Linked DNA regions of Mus musculus: region 1 is linked to region 2. The links are chromatin contacts, called in public Hi-C maps. All regions are on one chromosome and are shown on one strand. The core of a region is the stretch at or near the end of the contact, and the rest is flanking DNA. Distances in the headings are between cores, read along the strand shown. Region 1 overlaps Slc5a1 (solute carrier family 5 (sodium/glucose cotransporter), member 1). Region 2 has its middle 16 kb from the start of Gm40278.

Region 1 (3,064 bases), core at 350-2,849, 86 kb before region 2:
CGACGTCCCTTAATCTTTAGTACCATACACTGTGAGTCCCTCACTGAGGATCATGGGACAAGATGCTCCACAAACATTTAACTATGAAAGAGTCTGTCAGCATCCCACCCGTCAGCTGCTGCCCTTAGCCATGACTCCTAGCTTTTTCGCATCCGTGTGCACAGGTCTGCCCACAAAAACAAGTCTTAATGCTTCAGATCTGCAAGTGGGAAACCTAGCCCCACTCACCAGCTTCTTCAGCAGAATTTTAATTTTACCTGCCTGGCCCAAAAAGACTTCATCCGGAACACCAAGGGCCTCTCACAAGCTTCTAGTGATTCGGCTTACACTGTCTGGAGTAATTTTCAGGGGGGGCTTGTTCCCTCATACTGTCGAATCCACTGTGTTCTTTATACAATTCTTCCAATCTCTACCTCTAATTAAGCTACATGGCTGGGTGATGTGCAGTTTCTAATTTAAAACAGCAGAGGGTGCCAAAATGTTGTGCTACCAGGAAGAGGCGACTTGGTAAATCTTTTCAGATTTGGCAGAGAGAAATTAGACTTCTTCATGGAATGTATGAGGTTTTATTTTATTGCATAATATCTAATAAATTTTAGAAATCTGCAAAATAATCCAATCAGACTCCTTGGGAAGGGACCAACAAAGGGGTTGGACTCTTACACACACACACACACACACACACACACACACACACAGTTTTCATGAGCCTCTTCCTCACTCTATTGCAGTTGCTTAGAGCCCTGCAGTGCTTAGGTCCCCTCCCACATCCTTCCGCCCTTTGCTATGGTTTCAGTGTGTCATAAAGTTGAGAATTTAATGCCTAAATCCACATACTGATGTTATTCGTGCATGCTCGCAGGTGCAGATGCTTAAGTGTTGCCTAATAGAAAACTTAATTTTATGATATGCTGCTTGTATCCAGCACAGATAAAGGAAACTTTTGTGCTTAATCGAAACAGAAAGAAAGGAAGAGAGGGAGGGAGGGAGGGAGGAGAGAGAAGGAAAGGAAGAGAGAGAGAGAGAGTACAAACTCTTCCTCTCATGAATTCTATCCTGGGGACCCCAAAATTCCTACTAAGGATACCATAACTAAGTGACTATAGCTGACCCCAGCTGAGTAAACCTGTTTTATTTCGAAGGCTCAGGTGTTGGTTTTTAGCCCCTACTATCCGCCTCAATTGTCAGTGTTTTCCTGGGGGTGTTTTTCTTCCTTTCTAGGGAATTTTACAGTTTACCAAGACTAACACAGCACGCATTATTTTGATATTCAAAAAGGTATTGGTGTTTGCTCCTTTCTGCCTATACTTTGGGGATTGCAGTCAGACAATGAAATTCTCAAGACATGTTGAACAGCACAAACTTCTCTCATTGGAAAGAGATTGGGAATTAATACGTAAAGTACAAGCTGCCAAGGAAAGCTCAAAGTCTTATGGCATTAGGAGATGAAAAGTTAAAACTTCAGCAGGAAACGGTAAGTACTGAAAACACAATGTAAGAAAAAGAAAAATTCTGAATCAGCTGTTTGCAGATCCATGTGACCTCAGCCAACCAGCCATTTGCTGATTGATCTACATGACCTCACTGGCGCGGAGAACGACCTGCTGAATTCAAACTAATAAACAAAGATGAAGGAAATGGCCGAGAGAGTAAGACAAGAATGCCGACATTTAAGAGGCCAAGTTGGAAAAGCGAAACTGGAAGCTGAGAGGTTGAGTTTGCTCTTCTGTGGCCCTGGAAGAAGAACAGATACGGTGTTTGGAAGAGCAACAGTAACTCCGTACCGTGGAGAGAGAAGGATAATCAAGCTAAGGTAAACTACAACAATCTGAAAGTGCTCAGAAAAGAGAAATTCTCTTCATGGAAACGAATTAAAGAGACAACAGGAGAAACTGGAAGCCTCGGAGGCAAAGAAAGAATTAAAAACAGAAAACCTGGGCTAAGTAGGCAAAATGTTCTATTTGAAGAATATACAAGACTTGAAAATCACTAAAGGATACACAGAGAAGATTTAATGAACTTCAAAGTCTCAGTTTTGGTTCCTAACATGTCCCCAACAGCATCCGGGAATTCTGCTGACTGTTATCAGCCTCAGCTCCTGGACTAGGTCGCTCCTTCCCTCATCAAATGGAAGCCTGTCTACTTCCCAAAACATCAAAAGCATAAAAAAAAGCACACAAGAGAACTAGAAAAAACTCGGATCTCCCGGGGGAAGGATGTGGGAAGAAATGGGCGAGGTCAGAGACTCAACATTGGGACAAGTTCAACACCAGGCACTGAGATACTTTATCACTGTTTGCCAGACTACATGAGCCATCTCAAGAAAAGGTACCAGTGACATGCACTGCCTAAGTTCCAGGATTTTACCATTATACTAATGAAAGGGAAGCATTCTGAGAGCTTCAGAGCTAAATGTTCTGAATTTAGATGTTGACAATCTTTGCCAATATAAAATAGGGAACTAGTTAATTAAGAAATATGTTTTCAAATTATTATGTTTGACATTATTGAATTTTTCTGGCATTTTGCCTGAAATATATCCAACTTGAATTCCTTTTTCCTCATCTTTGAGATATCTGCTTGGCCAATAACAAGATCAGTAAACATTTGGCTTATTATAAACAAAAGTCATAAATCTCAAGGATTTTGGAAAAGGTAACCATAACCACTTAGAAGTAGAAAAAAACTCTTAAAAGTTTATAAATATATGCTCATTATAGGAATTTTACATTTTCTAAAAGCTATGCACTTGATGTATTAAATAACTTAATAAATATTTTTGTACCTAAAAATGTATTGATGTTTGTCTGGCTGTGGTTTCAAGGTTGATGATTTTGTATTGAACAGACTATCAGGTTTATTATTGTCATTGTCATCGTCATCGTCATCATCATCATCCCTGGGAGTGATTCCCTCTCTCAATCAGCAGTTGTCTTTAGTTCATTGTCTAGGAGTGGGGCACATAAGGCTTTTCCTGTTCTCTGTTAGTGTTCTGTACTGATGCTGCCATTGTTTCTGTCTTATTTATGCAGCCATTATACAGACAAACGTGTATGTGTGTGTA
Region 2 (3,404 bases), core at 712-3,211:
GTATAAAAGGATTTCCATAAGACAATCCAGCTAAGTATGATGGCATAGACCTCATACTACACCCCAGCCCTCCACTATATTCTCTCTCTCTCTCTCTCTCTCTCTCTCTCTCTCTCTCTCTCTCTCTCCTCTCACCTCTTTTCTCCCTCCCTCCCTCCCTCCCTCCCTCCCTCCCTCCCTCCCTCCCTCCTTCCAGCTAAGTATGATGGCACCAGGACTCAGGAGACAGAGGCAGGAGGATTGTGTTTGAGGCCCAGCTGAGAAACATAAGGAGTCCTTGCTCCCACCCCACTCCCCCAAAAGAGAGAACAAAGCCAGCATAATGTCTCAAGCCTTTAATCCCAGCACTCAGGAGGCAGAAGCAAGCAGATCTGTGTGAGCTCTAGACTGGTATGCCTGGTCTACATCATGAGCTTCAGATCTGGGGACACAAAGATAACTTGTCTATAAAGGAAAGAAGGAAAGAGAAGGAAGGAGATTGAGAGATAGAGAGAGAAAGAGAGATTGAGAGAGAGAGAGAGAGAGAGAGGCAGGCAGTGGTGGTGCATGACTTATGACTTTAATCCCAGCACTTGGGAGGCAGAGGCAGGTGAATTTCTGAGTTTGAGGCCAGCCTGGTCTACAAAGTGAGTTCCAGGACAGCCAGGGCTATACAGAGAAACCCTGTCTCGAAAACAACAACAGAAATAAAGAAAGAAAGAAAGAAAGAAAGAAAGAAAGAAAGAAAGAAAGAAAGAAAGAAAGAAAGACAGACAGACATATGGGAGGGAGGGAGGGAGGGAGGGAGGGAGGGAGGGAGGGAGGGAGGGAGGGAAGAGGTGAGAGGGGAGAGAGAGAGAGAGAGAGAGAGAGAGAGAGAGAGAGAGAATATAGTGGAGGGCTGGGGTGTAGCTTAGTTGGTAAAGTACATGCCTAGCAACCACACAGGCCTGCATTCAGTACCGACCATCACACAAAACTGTGCATAGTGCAGATGCCTGTGACTCCAATACTCTGAAGATGGGGAGAGAGAATTTGGAGCCCAAAGTTATCTCCTGCTACATAGTAATTGGAGTCCTGAAACAGTAGAGTCCAAAGAAATGGCCAAGAAAGACACTTTTAGAGTTTCTAGAGGAATAACAATACATTTTCTAAAGAAATGACAGAACACGGCTGGAGAGGCAGCTCAGTAGTTAAGCACACATACTGCTCTTTTGTTAGTAATTTCTTTAGATTATATATTTTGTCTGTGGATGTTTAACACACGTATGGATGTGTCTGTGTCTGTGTCTGTGTGTCTGTGTGTCTGTGTATCTGTGTGTCTGTGTCTGTGTACCATATGCATTCCTGCTGCCCAGAGAGGCCAGAAGAGGGCCTCAGATTCCTTGAAACTGGAGTTACAGATGGTTGTGAGCCACCACATGGGTGCTGGCAATCAAATCCTGGTCAGCCAAAGGGCAGCCAGTGCTCTTCACTGCTGAGCCGTCTCTCTGGTCTGTGGACACACTGCTCTTGCAGAAGACTCAAGTTAGGTTCCCAAAGGCCACACAACATCTCACAGCTGCCTTAACGCCAGGCCCAGGTTTCCAGTGTACTCTTCTGGCCTCCATGGGCACCTACCTGCACACAGGTACACACGTACGTACACACACACACACACACACACACACACACACACACTTACATAATCTTAAAAGAGTTTCTCTTCAGGTGTCAGGTGATTCAGCTTCCTTAAGAGCAGAATAAGCATTTAGAAAAAACTCACAACCACAAAACCACAGCATATAGTCGCAGGCCCCAAGTCCTTCTGGAGAGTTAGCAGTATCAGTTAGCTTGGTGGAAGCTACAGGGGTTTCTGGTCACTGTTAAAGACCCCAGGCCCAGAGACTGCTGGTGTTGGTTACTGACAAGGAACTCGGTTGACGCTACACCCTGAAACAGTTACACAGCTACATAGATGAGACTGGACCTAGACTTTTGACCTTGCCCAGCACTGGGTAAAAGTCTCTGAAGCCCGTTCACTTCTCAGCCCAGTAATGGTCTAGGAAAGAGCCTAGACTGACTCTGGAAACCTGAGCTCGGGGCCCTATTTTGACCATCAACTCCTCGTGAAATCCCAGCCCCTCTCGCCTGCTCTGCCCTGTCCTCATTTTGCCTCTGGGAAAGATTCACGGCTTGGATAGTGTGAGCTCCAAGGTCCCTTCTCAGCTCTGCTCTGGCTGCCTCAGATCCTCAGCTTGTGTTAGGTACACCTGGGACAGGGTCCAAGCCATTCCTAAAGGGGTCAAACAGATTAACCATTGGGCTGGGTCAGTTCCAAAATAATTCAAAAATTAACCTAGTTTCGTGTTTTCTCTTTTAATCTTTACCAGGCATAACTCTATGGTGAGGTCCTGCCTCCGTGGTCCAGGTGCCATTGTCCAGCCCTCCAGATCAGAGTTTGCCACTCCCTGCAACTTTTTTTTTCCTATTAAATTCTGCCAATCCTTACCTCCTCCATCAAACCTCTTCTGCCTCCTCAAGACCCTCTGCCATAGCCTCCTCCACTGTATCTCACATAAAGGTGGCCACCTGGGTTGTGGTGACTGTATGCTATGGCTTTCCTCTTGCCTGGATACTTCCTTTGGAGTAGAAATCATGCCATGTCTGACCCTCGATCCTATGAGCCCACGCTTGACATAAACTCATTATTGAGATGACCACTTGAGATTTATTTTGTTTGTTTTTTTTTTCTGTAATTTGTTTTTTTCTATAATTTGTCAGGTGACATGGGCTGATCACTTGACAAGCAAGTCCCAGGTCACATGAAAAGTGAAGCAGTTTGCTTTAAAACCAGACAGTACCTGGTTACAGTAAACTCCAGTGGAGATACCAGAGTTCTTTACTCTAGCTGTGACACTGGAAAATTTCTCTACTGCCTTGTAAGAAAATGTAGCTAGGAGACTAGGAGACTAGGAGACGGTTCAGTTGGTGGATGGGCTTGCCTTCCTGGCATACATAAAGCCCTGGGTTCAAGTCTCAGCACCACATGAATTGAACATGGTAGGCATGCCTGTGATCCCAACACTGGGGAAATGGAAACAAGATGAGAGGAAGTTCAAGGTCATCTTCAGATATGAAGTACATCTAAAGCCAGTGCCTAGGCTACAGGAAACAAGGATGAGGGAGAAGAGAAGAGGAGGGGGAGAAAGGAGAAACAAAGAGGAAGGAAGGAGAAGGAAGGAGGAAAGGTAGAGGGGAGGGTGAGGGAAGAAAGAAATAGGAGGATGGAGGAAAAGAAGAGGGGTGGGGAGGAGGATGGGGAAGGAAGGAAGAGGAGAGGAGAAGGGAAGGAGGTAGGGAGGGAAAGAAGAAGAGGAAAGAAACTGGGCAGCAAGAGCTGCTCCCATCCTGCTTGTACACACACACACACACACACACACACA

Evidence for each region. A called contact is a pair of places that touch in the nucleus more often than the background predicts.
Region 1: a contact with region 2 is called in a Hi-C map of liver, with 4 times the contacts expected there. The contact joins two enhancer-like sites. A contact is called at or near these places in 9 of 39 promoter capture datasets (the 3T3-L1 cell line, embryonic stem cells, hippocampal neurons and 3 more), 4 of 15 datasets of contacts at CTCF or cohesin (CD8 T cells, embryonic stem cells and large pre-B cells), 200 of 484 Hi-C or Micro-C datasets (the 3T3-L1 cell line, 3T3-L1-derived adipocytes, the 4T1 cell line and 108 more), 23 of 115 datasets of contacts at active chromatin or transcription factors (the 230-238 cell line, PVALB interneurons, acute myeloid leukemia and 15 more) and 3 of 9 other capture datasets (adipose tissue, liver and pancreatic islet).

The regions. Positions count from the first base shown.
Region 1 is chr5:33,140,671-33,143,734 of GRCm38.p6, reverse strand. The region is part of intron 5 of Slc5a1 (solute carrier family 5 (sodium/glucose cotransporter), member 1); the gene reads right to left. Among named protein-coding and RNA genes, the nearest start is that of Slc5a1, 38 kb to the right of the region's middle. Within about 2 kb of position 1,599, at least 12 of the 459 cell types and tissues checked have an H3K27ac peak or open chromatin away from gene starts, as enhancers often do. A contact at or near this core is called in liver, where this site is marked.
Region 2 is chr5:33,055,123-33,058,526 of GRCm38.p6, reverse strand. No RefSeq gene overlaps it. Among named protein-coding and RNA genes, the nearest start is that of Gm40278, 16 kb to the right of the region's middle. Within about 2 kb of position 1,961, at least 6 of the 459 cell types and tissues checked have an H3K27ac peak or open chromatin away from gene starts, as enhancers often do. A contact at or near this core is called in liver, where this site is marked.